2 separate regions of the Anser cygnoides genome follow, and region 2 is linked to region 1. Evidence: chromatin contacts called from public Hi-C data. All regions are on one chromosome and are shown on one strand. The core of a region is the stretch at or near the end of the contact, and the rest is flanking DNA. Distances in the headings are between cores, read along the strand shown.

Region 1 (6,748 bases), core at 1,874-4,373:
TTGTTCTCCTTTCTTCCTTTCTTCCTTTCTTCCTTTCTTCCTTTCTTCCTTTCTTCCTTTCTTCCTTTCTTCCTTTCTTCCTTTCTTCCTTTCTTCCTTTCTTCCTTTCTTCCTTTCTTCCTTTCTTCCTTTCTTCCTTTCTTCCTTTCTTCCTTTCTTCCTTTCTTCCTTTCTTCTTTTAATATATATTTTTTTTTGGTCTCAAGAATGTCTTTGTCTCTCCTAGAATTAAACAGAATTGATCACTCGTTGGCTTTTTGTCTTATTCTCTATTACCATTTTTTTAATCCTAACTTTTATTTGGAATCTCTCATTTCTTGATATAAAACTGCTGCTGGCATATCTAATTTGGATCTGTAGAAATAACAATAATAAAGAAGACTTGAATATTATTTTGGAGCATGGCTTCTTATTGCCATGATTTTAGTATCTTAGATGCAACCAAACCACACACCCACAGGACTGAAGTGGAAACCCTCAAATTCTAATTCTGGCTTCATTGTTGTGGTTTTGGACAAGCCATTAATGCTACCACCTCAGTTTCCCCATCTGTAAAATGGGACTAATAGCATCTACCTCAAGGTCATTGAGAGTGCTAGATAGGCAATGGGTATACATGCTATTAAGTTGTTAGGTATGATGATCAGGTGTTAGCTGGCAATGGAAGGAGGCAGGCAGGTAATGTGTGAAGGGGAAGGTGCCTTACATCTGCAAAGAATGTGATACCGAGGAGTGGCTATATGTACTGGGCATATGTGCATAATATGGGACTTCATTGTTATCTACTGCATGCTATCCATGCACATCCTAGCATATGACACCATGTAAAACAAAAACGATGAGGACTGATATTTTTTTTTTCTACTTGTTTTACTGCTGGCAATGGTAGTGAGCCTCACACAGAGTGAAATAATCCTATTTGCCTTGGTTATGTTGAAAACCTAGAATGAAAAATAAAGGAGTGATTAAACTTTAATCAAACAGGTACAATATTTCTGCACTAAAATGAAGTGTTTAACAAGTCTGACCCAGCTTCTCAGCTTGGAATGAAAGTGGTGCAGTTCTGAATGGGCTGTGTGGAGGGAGCAAGGACTAATGCTGTTCCAGCTCTCTGAGCAGGAGTTTTACAAGTTCTCTGTATAAACATAAATGTGCATGGTCTCCTCTAGGCAAAGCTTGAAGATACTGGTTTAGTAATAGAAGTTCCTCCACAATTACTTATAGCCTTTATTCTCTCAATGTTCTTGTGGTTGTTATTTGAAAAGCAGAAGGTTATTGTTCTGTTTTTCCCATAATTGTCTAATTATGAGCTACTGCCCTGTAACCCATTATGTAACTGGCTACTGAAAACAGTGTGCCAAAAATAAAAACCTTATTAGTGCTGGTATTGCTTGTTATTTCTCAGTGGTCTATTAACTACATGGGTGGAAAAATAGCAGCATCATGCAAAATGAAATACTGCAATTGCTGATTTGAGAAGTCAAAGATTTACCCTTCTTTGTGAAACTGAAGTGGAAATCTCTTGTCAATTGATACCTGCATTCCTTTTCAGTTAGTTTCTCAGAGGCTTCTCTACACCATGCTGGTCTTTCTTGAGACTGCAAAACATAGCCATTTATTGGCCCTGAAGCCTTACTTAGGCTCACAAAAACACATACTGCTGTTGTGAAATGGTGTGCAGTAAACCTTGAATCTGCAATATAGCTTAACACTAAAAGAGAACAAGAACATATGGTACACAGTGGATATAATTGTCAGCACTAAAGCTATTACTTTGCTTTTGTATTCTGTCAGCTTCCTGAGGGGAAGAAATACTCCTTTTTTTGCCAAAGACAATAACTTTACAAAAAAAAAAAAAAAAAGCCCTGAAGTGTCATAGATTAACAGAACTCGCATGACTTTAAACAATTATCCCAGACAGCTGAAGTGGAGAAGCTTTCTGTCTTTGGAAATGAGAGAGGTCAAGTAAAATCCAAAAGATTTAGGATAGAGTAGTGAAAAGGAAGCAGGCATTTGTTACTCCTGCAATTAGTTAAGATCGAGCACCTTGCCTGCAAATCAGGGTCAAAATAAAGGAAAAATAAACCCTGGAGAAACAGCATAAGGGGAAAGGGGAGGGTTGGAGAGTCTGGGTATTTAAAACAGCGGAACTGATTGCTTAGGCCTCTGGAAGGTAGTGGAAGAGGTGGTAAGAAAGAACCAGAAGAGCTTCAAGCTTAACTATTCCTTGCAGCAGGATTCATCACAACCATGAGCGCTAGAAAAGCAGGGGGGAGAAATGTGGGATTAGGCCGTGAACTTGGAACTGTGAAGGCTGTCAGGAGACAAGCTCTAGCAGACTCCTGAACAATTGGAGAGTAGGTAGAACCCCTCTTAGACTATGTTTGTTGGAACGATTTTTGTTTCAATTTTCTCTCTTTTGAGGAAAAAATTGTCTAACGCTGTGACTAAATAAGTTACATTGATATGAGTGGAGTAGAAATGTGGCATTTTTCTATTTTTTTACTTTCCTGAAGGTACTCGCTGATGGGAACTCTTGCCCTGTGTCACCCCTGTGGTGATCAGTATTTTCTAAACTGACACAGAAGTGTAGTTTTGTCATATATGTTGTTTGGTTCAGTGGCTCATTCCACTTCTCTGCGCTGGTGTTACCTATCCATGCCTTTCATAACTTCGAGGATAAGTGAGGTCCCTCTTTCAGTCCGAGTTCACATTATTGTCAACAACCACTTCACCATGGCGTGTGCTGGGGATAGCGGATAAAGTGCAAGACCAAAGACGCTTCTCAGGACTTGGGCACTGCACTGGGGGAAGATGGGTGTGCTGCCCACTACCACGGGGTGCTCCGGACAACTACTGCTGCACAGGTCGCGCCAAGGGAGGCACGACCGGCGGACAGGGCTCATCGTGGTGGATCACAGCGGGCCGCGGGAGAGCAGCACGAGCAGTGGCACCGCCACCGGGCGCCGGCGTTGAGGCCGCCCGTGCCCGCCGTCACGGCGGCTGCCCCTCAGGCTGGGGCGGCGCGCGGCTATGCAGGGCCTCGGATGGGAACAGCCCTGTAACGTCCCGGCCGGTACCGCCCTCCGCGACCGTACACGCGGGGAGCGCGACCCCCGCGCTGCTTCACGGGGGCGATGATCTCGCCGTGAGGACTCCTCCGCGCGCGGCCCCTGCCGGGAATGCTGAGGTTTCCGGAGGGGACGGTGCGCAGCTGCACTGCTGAGCCGGCCGGAGGGAGATGGCGGTTGCACCGTCCGGCCGCCTCTGTGCCCTGCCAGGGCTCGGCGTTCGCGCCCGCCTCCAGGCCTCGGGCGGCGGTTGCGAGCCCCGGTACAGCGGCGCGAGGCGGCAGCTGCCGCAGCGCCGCGCGGGCGGGAGATGCCGAAGCTGCGCGGGGAGGCTTTCTGGCGGGAGACGCTGCGGAGCGCCCACTACGTGGTGGCGCCCATGGTGGACCAGAGCGAGCTGGCCTGGAGGCTGTTGAGCCGCCGCCACGGTGCCCAGCTCTGCTACACGCCGATGCTGCATGCCCAGGTCTTCCTCAGGGACGCCAACTACCGCCGCGAGAACCTCTACGGCGAGGCCTGTCCCGAGGACCGCCCGCTCATCGTGCAGGTGAGCGCCAGGACCGACCGCTCGGTTCGCTCCCGAATCGGCAGCCCCTACCGGGCCAGCCCTAGCGCCGCCAGCAGCGGCGGGGACTGCCGGGAAGAGCTTCCCGGGGGTTCGCCTTGCAGTGTGCTCTTGGGCAACAATGCGAAAGTCAGTCAACGTTGCCAAATGTGCCCTTGCCCTCGTCATCCACCCTCTGTGTTCGTAAATTCAGCCGTTCTCCAAACCTTCACGAGGACAGACTAGTCCATTTTACACAGATTTCAAAGTGGTTGTAGAGTATGACAGAAAAATCATTTTCTTCACGTAATAAGTACCAGGAACAGTACTTAGCTCGTGAAGACAAATGTGTTTTTCTGTTCACCCCATGGCTAGCAGAGAGGATTTGGTGTCTTAACCACAAAGACCTGAAGCGCTAGACTTCTAACACAGTGTCAGTCCTCTGCCCCTTGTCTTTGGAGATAGACTGCAGTTGGTCTTTTCTGGAGTCAAGGCTTGTTCCAGATCTTGTACCAGTCTAGGAGAATCACAGTTTTTTGAACGGGTCTCTGAAACCACGATCTCAGTGCTTAACTATAGTAAGAGACAGAAGAGCAAATGCAAGAAAAAGTATACCCCTTTAAGCTTGTTTTACTAGTGCTGTGTGAGGTTCGGGTACTTCTTACCACTCCATCCCAATGAGGGAGGGGCCTGTGGAGCTGGAGAATAATGCAGGGAAAGACAGTCAGTGTGAGCAGAGGAATGGTGTGATTATGAATATGAGCCAGCAGCGTGCCCTGGCAGCTGCCAGAGTGCATCAGGCACGACATTGCTAGCCAAAGGGAGTGATCATCCCACTTTGCTCTATGCTGGCGTGGCCTCACCTTGAGTACTGTGTGCGGTTTGGGGCAACAATAATTATAAGGAGGACCTAAAGTGTCCAAAGGAAAGTGACAAAGATGGTGAAGAGTCTAGACATGAATATAGATGAGGAGCAGCTGAATTCACTTGGATTGTTCAGCCTAGAAAAGAGGTGACTGAGGGAAGGCCTCATGGCAGCCTACAGCCTCCTCACAAGGGGAGCGGTGGGGCAGGCGCTGAGCTCTTCTCTCTGGTGACAATGACAGGACCTGAGGGAACGGCATGGAACTGCGACAGGAGAGGTTCAGGCTGGATGTTAGGAAAAGGTTTTTCACTGAAAAGGTGATCGGGCACTCAGCCAGGCTCCCCAGGGAAGAAGTCACAGCACTAAGCCTGTCAGAGTTCAAGAAGCATTTTGACAACACTTCCAGACATACAGTTTGTTTTTTAGGTGTTCCTGTGCAGAGCCAGAAGTTTGACAGATAATCCTTGTGGGGTCCTTCCAACTCAGGATATTCTATGATTCCATCAGAATGCACTAAAAGGAGACAGCAAACTAAATCCCTCCTTCTGATTCAGAAAGTAAAGCTTTCACCTACTTTGTTCTTCACACCCTCTTTTCTACAGGGCACCAAAGTACCTTGGATATCTGCCATCATGGAGCTTCTTTCTTCAGTATTCTTTTCTGTTAGCTGACTATTCTTATACTTCTGGACAGGCTTGGGTTTTGTCACAGGCACTGGGAAGTAGATCAGGCAGAGATATATATGAGCCCATTGTTCCCTGGAGCATTTATTTTCCATGTAAAAATACACATTGATGTGGCTTGGTTGGAGGTTTTCTGTCATTTCAGAGAAGACAAATGACTTTCCTGGCTTTGGTCAGTATCAGCTGTGATTTGTAAAGTGTTACGGGGTTTAAGTAATACTTTTTCACATATTTGTTTCAGTTTAAATCCATATTATTTAAATTTAAAGATACGGTGGATTATTTTTTGTTAATAAAACATTTTAGAAAATGTATTTAAAAGCATACTTGTGAAGAATGGTCTGTCTCTATCCTCTTCAACAAAACAGCTTCAAATTAACGTAATTGTTTGTAACAAATCAATGTTTTCTCAATGTTTTAAGCGTGAATTTAATTATTTTTGTGACCAAGCATTTGATTAACAGCCCAATGTGTCTACTTCACATTCTGCACAGGTCAATTCAGTTTAGAGGCAATGGTATTTATTAGTATCTATAATGTTTGAATTGTCTCAAGACCCTGAGACAGACACCATAAGTAACTCCTTTCTTCTGCATTACCTTTTATGTATTCAAATGCTTCAGCTGTTTGTTGTACGGGGAATTTGAAGAGTTGTTTCCTCTTATTGATGGGTGCCACGTGTAAAATACTCTGCAAATATTTCTTTGCCTCTTGATGCTTATCTTTCTCATTTTGTCATTTGGAATTTGAGGCTCCTTAGCTGGTGTCACAGATCCTTTTGGGAAATTACAGTTGTTATGAGCTGTGTATATTATGCCCATTTTTTGTAGCGACTGGTTGCTTTGTAAGTATGTCATAGAAATAATGTTATCAGTACTTGAAAAAAAGCTATTGCCTGATTTTTCCACTTGTTTTTGTCTTTCTCAGTTCTGTGCCAATGACCCTGAAGTGTTTGTCCAAGCAGCACTGTTGGCTCAGGATTACTGTGATGCCATAGACCTAAATTTGGGTTGTCCCCAGATGATTGCAAAGAGAGGTATGTGCAAATCTGAGCCCTGGATAAACAAAGAAATTGCATGTTTTAAATGTATACTTTGGCAGTAAGACATCAAAAGGGCCAAATTAAGCCTTGGTGTGGGTGGCTGCAGTACTGTTGAAATCAGACTTAATTGCATCCATTTTAATAGGTACAGATTTGTAGTACCTAAAGCAAAATTAGGTACACTAATAATTCCTACTTCTCTTGAGTGATCGCTCTTACATCTAGAATATTCTTCAAAAAATTAATTTTTTAGCAAGAGCTTGATTTTTTTCTGATTTCAATCAATCAAAGAGCCTAAATTCAAAAAGCTACATTTAAAATAATACTAAGCTGTCACTTAGTGTCTCCTGTTTCCTTGATACATGCAGAGTTTATTCACGTTAGCATATAAGAGGATAAAACCTGCTGAACCCTTAAGAGTATTGCAGAGGTAGCTATATTTCAAAAGCCAGAACCAGCGTAGTAAATCTAGGATGGCACGGGAAACAGAACAATCCAACTCTTCCAGTTTGGGAAGGACAGAACAACTCTGTTTCTGTCAGT
Region 2 (6,748 bases), core at 1,402-3,901, 68 kb before region 1:
GACACTCTTAGCTTAAGGAAAATAAATTTTTTTAAATGTATCAGAATTAAAAATACATAGTACTTTGAAATGCATCCCTTTTACCAAATGTTGTCACAAATCAGTGGGTGACTAACAGATTTTTAGCCTCTCTTAGAAACATTTTAATATATCACTGATTAAAAACTTCCATCTTTTTTCTTTTTTGCATTAATCTTTTTGGGAAAAAGCTGATAACAGAAAATAAATAAATGCATGAACTATAGAAGGCTTGTCCACTACATTTAGACATATTTTGTAGTAAATTTATGAAAATTTTTGAAGTTTGATTTTGGTTGGCACTAGTACAGGCCTGTTTGGAAACAAACTGAAATTTGTCTTCATAAACATTCTTGTGACTCTTAGAACTTTGGAGAAAATAGGGAAGGAATCAACTATAACTTAGTAATGGAATAAGGGGCTCTGATTTATTTTCATTTAAAAAAAAAATGAATAGACGAGAACTTTTTCAAGGACTTGTGTGGAATAGCTAGCCCTGTTTTTTAGCACCTTTCACCAGTTATGTAAGTGCAGGTGGATAGCTGTTCTATGCGTCTTTCCACGCCTCGTTTATGTAAACATTTAAGTTCTGATTGCTTTAAGCTATTCCAGAGCCACTATGAATTGTTTTCTGTATTTCAGAAAACTAAGGTAACACAGGTGAAAATTACTCTGTTGTACCAAGCTGTCATTAAGCTTCTCTGTTTTAATTTTGCACTAAGGTGGGATCTGTCATATCAGTTTGCAGAATTAGTTTTAAACTGTCACTTATAATGTGAAATAATGAGCTAATGAAGTCTGCATTTTTATTAAATTTAAGCATATTTTTCTTGGTAGCCTTGCTAATAATGAAACATTAATAACCAATTAAAGCAATTTTTTTAATCAAAAAATAGTAGTTCTTTTATACAAGCGGTTAAAGTTAGTCCGTTGTTTTTTGAAGATACAGTCCAAGATGCAGATTTATGCCTGCTAGAATTTATCAGTGTCCAAGAGAACCAGTTGTTTTTGTCAGCTGATAAACGTTTTCAGAAATTAATTATCCATTTCTTCTTTGGCTGAAATTCTTTATTCAACTAAAATAATCCTTCTTATATCCCTTTAAAATTATAGAGAGATTATGTTTGATCTCTAAAAGAGTTTATAATGTTAAATACAAAATTTTTAAGACAGTGGGAGAGTAACTTAGAAGGGCATTTCTGGTTTCCAGAAAGTCCTCTGTTCTTTCCCCTGCCTTGTCCACATAATTCAAAATGTTCAGACTCCCATTTTTACTGTAAGTAAAAGAAACATTTTTCAGAATTGATTTAAATTTATTGGTGATTTTTTTTCAACTGTGATAGAAAGAATCTGCTATGTCTTAACTATTCGTGTTATACTGAGTACTGCCAGTTTCCCAACAATTAAATAATGCAGTACTGGAAGAAATAAAAACTTCTGTCTGTGTGCTACTTACCCACAAATTGAACTTTGTAATATGTCGTCGATAGACACTTCTGTATTTTGTAGATGACTGATATTTACATATCGTGAGACTGTACTACTTTCTATATTTCCTCAGCTCTGTTTACAATGCATCTACTGAAGTAATATAAATGTATAGTAATGAGAAAAAGTTCTGCAGCTATTGCTGTGAAAGCCCAAACTATATAAATGTGTATACATTCATATTATACTCCTCTTTTTTTTAAAAGGTTCATTTTGCACAGACCAAGTTTCAGTTAGAACCACGTTGAACAACATCAATGTCAGCTCAAATAACTTGGGTTGTATAATAAACCCAAACACAGAAAAGGTACGAAGAGATTTAAACTACCTAAAATATGTATGTGTAATTAATAATTATTTTATATATATTATATATATATATAATATATTATTTTATATACTCCTATTTAGTCAGTAATGAGCTAGCAGTGACTTTTTTCAGACAAACTTACGCTCATTCTTTCTAGGGAATAAGTTTTGACTAGTTATTCCCTGGCACAAGTCATTTCTGATCTTTCAAGCTCTTTTTGATCTTTTTCCTCCCCCATTTTCAAATTCTTAAGCTGTTGTGTATCACCTGAGTTTTCTGTTTTAAATTTGTTAGCCTTTTTTTAATATCTAAAATTTTCCAATATGCTTTGAGGTGGATCAAGATGATAATGTAGATACTGTGTCAATAGTGGACTTTAACCAGCAGGTACTGTGAAGCTTTGGTTTGCATTTGCTTTTTGTTTTATGAAAATATGAATTTGAGCTCCTGCCTTGTCTTTATTCTTTCTTCACTTTCTTTTTTTTTTTTTTTAGCCTCTTCTCATTCTAGCCTTTGTCCTCCAGAAAGAGGAACTGGGGATATTGTATGAGATGTATGCGTTTTCCTTTAGAGAAACTGACGTGCAGGAGCATTTTCCCAGAACAGGCTCGACAACCTGAACTGTCACAGAAGCGCTGGGGGTGCTCGCTGGGGTGGGCTGGCTGGCTGCACGGTGGTTTCCTCGGAGAGCCTCGGACCGGCCGGCTCGCGGGGCTCGCTTCCGCCAGTCCGTCGCTAGGGGGCGGCGCTGACTGGGTAGCGAGGCCCCGGTGCGGCGGGCCGGCCCTGGGGGCCTTTTGCGTAGCCCGCAGGCCACCGGGGGGTTAAGGGCCTGGTCGGTCTGACCGGGAGAAACCGCTGAGCGCGTCCGTCGGTTGGAGCTCACACCACAAAAGACGGAAAAGCTCATTGGCTTTGGAAGCGTTTTTATTCAGTTCTAGGGTTTACAAATGTTAATTCTCATTACGTTGTTTTAAAGGGTAGGAGCGATGTCGGCATTAAAGTATGATGGAGGCATCTCTCAGTAAAAATAATAATGGGGTTGAGAGCTGAAACAATAACGCAGAATACCAAGTAAGGAGTAGGTCACTATAGGGTCTCCCCTTACTGTCTCCCAGAGATTTCATGGTATAGCAAAAGAATTTTAAAGACAGGTTAAAATACAATTTCAAAATATTTTTTTTTCTAATTCTTAAGTCATCTGTAAAATCTACTGATGTCTTTTATGATTTAATTTTACTGCTAAGACTCACCAGTAACCTTCTAAGTTCAAGAAAATGGAAATAGTAACTAAGTAATAAAGAATGATGAGAGATAATTACATTAAAAGCTAATAGGTTTAAGAGCTGAAACAATAACAATGTTTAAATAAAATCTCAGAACCTTTTGAACACTGTAAAAACACACACAACCTACCATCCACAATGATGTTTAATATCTTTAAATACTGCATTATTTTGCTGAATATAAAAGTAGTTTTGTTTGTTCCTACTGTGAAATTACATCTAGGAAGTTGTGTGCCAGTATAGACAGATCTTTTTTTCCTCTTCTGCTACTTCCAGAATTAGTTGAAAACTGAATTTTGTACCAACTACTCTCTTCTTTTGCAGAAAATATTTTACAAGCTACTGTCACAGATGCATTCTTATTTTCTTTTGAGTTCTTTTAAGTAGGGATGAAACCTTTAAAAAAAAAAAAAAAAGTGAGTGTGGCTTTGCCTTGGAGACACTAAGATAGTTACTGAACATTCTCTGTGCCAGAGATTAAACCTTTGCTTCATGGTGCTAAACTGTAATTGAATTCTCAGGGCTGGATACGAGAATAAGAATATTTTGCAGACAGCGATCTGCATCTTCAGTATGAAATAGTGAATTACTCTTGCTTTATGTGTATAAACAAGTAGTAGGACATGGACCTAAAAATAAAAAGATTTCTGAATTTCAGTCCTAACTCTACATCTTACAAGCTGTCATCGTGTGTAATGCTGTTGAATGTTTTTATGAAAAGGTCATGAAAAATGAATTTTAAGGAAATAGTATTCTTCTCATTGACGTGCATTGCACTTTCACTTCTTGGTACAATGGAGGTGGTACATAGCATGACAGTTGGTAGTACTGTAAGTGGGCATTGCCTTTACCTCTCTTTATGTTAAGCCTCGGTGTTTTAATTTCACTGTGTTTGTATGAGGGCAGAATGTAATAATTTTCAGCTGCTTATGTTGATAGCTTTGATATAAATTACTTTCTGTACACCAATGTGATGTGCCTTCCTTCTTCCACTGTGATGTCTTTCATCATGTTTTTACAGATGCTACCCCTGCATTTATTTCTCCACCCTTCTGCCTCTCCTGGTTTTAGCTGAGATTGAATTAGCTTTCTTCATAGAGACTTGTATAGTGCTGTATTTTTAGATTGGTGATGAAAAATAGTGTTGATAGCCCACTGATGTTTTAGTTGTTGCTGAGCAGTGCTTACAGTGAGTCAAGGTCTTTTCTGTTTCCTTTGCTGCCCTGCCAGTGAGGAGGCTGGGAGCACACAAGAAGTTAGGAGGAGACACTGCCAGGACAGCCGACCCAAACAGACCAAAGGGTTATTCCATACCGTACGCTGTCATGCTCAGTAACACAACCTGGGTAAAAGGAGGGGGAAGGGAGAATGTTTAGAGTGATGGCATTTGTCTTCCTAAGTAACTGTTATGTGTGATGAACTTGTGTTCCTGGAAACAGTTGAACATCTGCTTGCCAGTTGGAAGCAGTGAACTAATTCCTTATTTTCCTTTGCTTGTCTGCACAAGCAAAACATCTTAAACCATGAGTTCTTAAGCTTGTACCTTTTTGGTTCTTTCTGCAGTCCCACTGAGGGGGAGTGGGTGAGAGCCTGTGTGTTGCTGAGCTGTCTACCAGGATTAAATCACAACACTTACCAAAGTGTTTGTGGACTTGTATGCTTTCTGTTTATGTTCTCAAGGGCCTCCTCTTTTATCCTCCTTTTTTCAGATATGTGAATCTGTCTGAAGAAATAAGAGAGTGACTTAGTATGTCAGGCAACTCCCAAAGAATGTGGTGGTTTTGTTTGTTTGCTTTTTGTCAGTATGGATAACACCTTTCAGTGTGTACTCTTTGAATCACAGTGTTCAGGGTGACTTTAGTTGAAAGCTGATTGGGACAGCACCATTACAGTGCACTGCACAGTTACAGTGTACTACACTTCTGTTTTCTTTATATACAGAAGAGTAAACATGTAGATGAGCAAGTTTTTTGCAAAACTATTTTAACATGGGTGATGTTTAGGTACTTGTGGTAATGTATAGTATTAAAAAAAAGTCTTTAGGGAGACGATTTGTTTGGTGAATGATGAGTATTTAAATGAATATTGAAACGTGTCCCCCTGTAAGGGGGTTGAAAGAAGTCAGGCTCTTGAAAAACGTGGATGTGATTCTATGATTCTGTTCTATTCTATGATTCTGCCTTAATGATTCTGTGATTCTATGGTCTTTTGGGTAAATACTTCATATGTGCAAGACTCCATTAGGGTTGCAGAGACAAAACCAATTATAGTAACTGCTTTTTATTCTGCAGCCTTTCTCTCTTAACAATGTTTTAAGTCATATCCACCCCACGTGTGCATATGCACACAATGATTATATAAAAAAGGGTTTGTGGTAGCTTGCTACTTCCAGTAAAATGTTTTTTCCACGTTTTATTTTGGTATTATCCACGCTCATGTTTACAGTTATGTGGTGTGTATCCTATATGTATTACTTTATATTTACAGTTAACAATATGGAGCATACTTGTTGGAACTTCCTAGGCTGTGATAGTGATTTATTCCATGGTTTAAATTTGTTTTGTATTGCTAACAAAATCTTGAAAATGAACTCTCAAAAACAGGCCGTAGACTTCAACTTTGCTCTTTTTCTTCAACTAGCTTCTAATGCATGTTTGTATGAATCTCTGAACATGCAAACCACATTTTCAAAATATTTTAATAATCATAGAATATCCCGAGTTGGAAGGGACCCATAAGGATCATCAAGTCCAACTCCTGGCACCACATAGGTCTACCCAAAAGTTTAGACCATGTGACTAAGTGCACAGTCCAATCGCTTCTTAAATTCAGACAGGCTCGGTGCAGTGACTGCTTCACTGGGGAGCCTGTTCCAGTGTGCGACCACCCTCTCGGTGAAGAACCTCTTCCTGATGTCCAGCCTAAACTTCTCCTGCCTCAGCTTAACACCGTTCCCGTGGGTCCCATCACTGGTGTTTACGGAGAATAGGTCCCCTGCCCTTCCACTCCCCCGCGCGAGGAAGTTGGAGACTGCAATGAGGTCTCCCCTCAGCCTCCTTTTCTCCAGGCTGAACAGGACAGTGACCTCAGCCGCTCCTCATATGTCTTCCCCTCTAGGCCCTTCACCGTCTTCAACATAATAAGTTCTATCTGTTTTTGTTTTGTTTTGTTTTGTTTCCAGGGGTCAAAAACCAAAGCTCTTGAACAAAAGACGGTCGATTTTGGCCCTGTCTCAGATAATTGTTGTCCTGGTGTTAGTCTTCAGTATGGTTTCAGCTGCCCTCTACACGGAATGCAAAATATACTGAACGAAGCAGCAAGGAAAATATCAGTTCTGAGCCAAGAGAAGCAGCAGCTGATTGAAATGGGAAACAGACCCAGAACAGATATTGGAATGGTATTAAAGGAAGGTAAATGTATTCTAGAAAAGAGTGCTAGCTTACACGTTTAGAATAAAAGCTGTGAATCAGTTGATTCTTTGAACTGGAGAGAGCTAGGTTTTAATATGAAAACAAAGTGCTGGACCTGGCTGATCCTTGAGCTGGATAGTTTATGAGACTGAAGTGCTAACTGTTCCAACTTAGGTTATCCTGTGATAGAAGTCCTAACACAAAACACTGATAGTCTGTAGTCAGTAACTTTTTGG

The links. A called contact is a pair of places that touch in the nucleus more often than the background predicts.
Region 2: a Hi-C map of liver shows a contact between it and region 1, with 4 times the contacts expected there. The contact joins the enhancer-like site here to the promoter of DUS1L in region 1. A contact is called at or near these places in 2 of 7 Hi-C or Micro-C datasets (both in liver).

Annotation. Positions count from the first base shown.
Region 1 is chr19:13,010,625-13,017,372 of Taihu_goose_T2T_genome, reverse strand. DUS1L (dihydrouridine synthase 1 like) reads left to right here and starts at 3,123. Exons shown (of 13, transcript XM_066980404.1): 1 at 3,123-3,618; 2 at 6,091-6,199. The coding sequence starts at 3,382. FASN (fatty acid synthase) reads left to right here. Exons shown (of 43, transcript XM_048050305.2): 43 at 1-1,387.
Region 2 is chr19:13,077,779-13,084,526 of Taihu_goose_T2T_genome, reverse strand. It overlaps CCDC57 (coiled-coil domain containing 57), which reads left to right. Exons shown (of 11, transcript XM_066980358.1): 6 at 1,713-1,813; 7 at 6,284-6,512. Among named protein-coding and RNA genes, the nearest start is that of CCDC57, 17 kb to the left of the region's middle. Within about 2 kb of position 2,651, at least 1 of the 3 cell types and tissues checked has open chromatin away from gene starts, as enhancers often do. A contact at or near this core is called in liver, where this site is marked.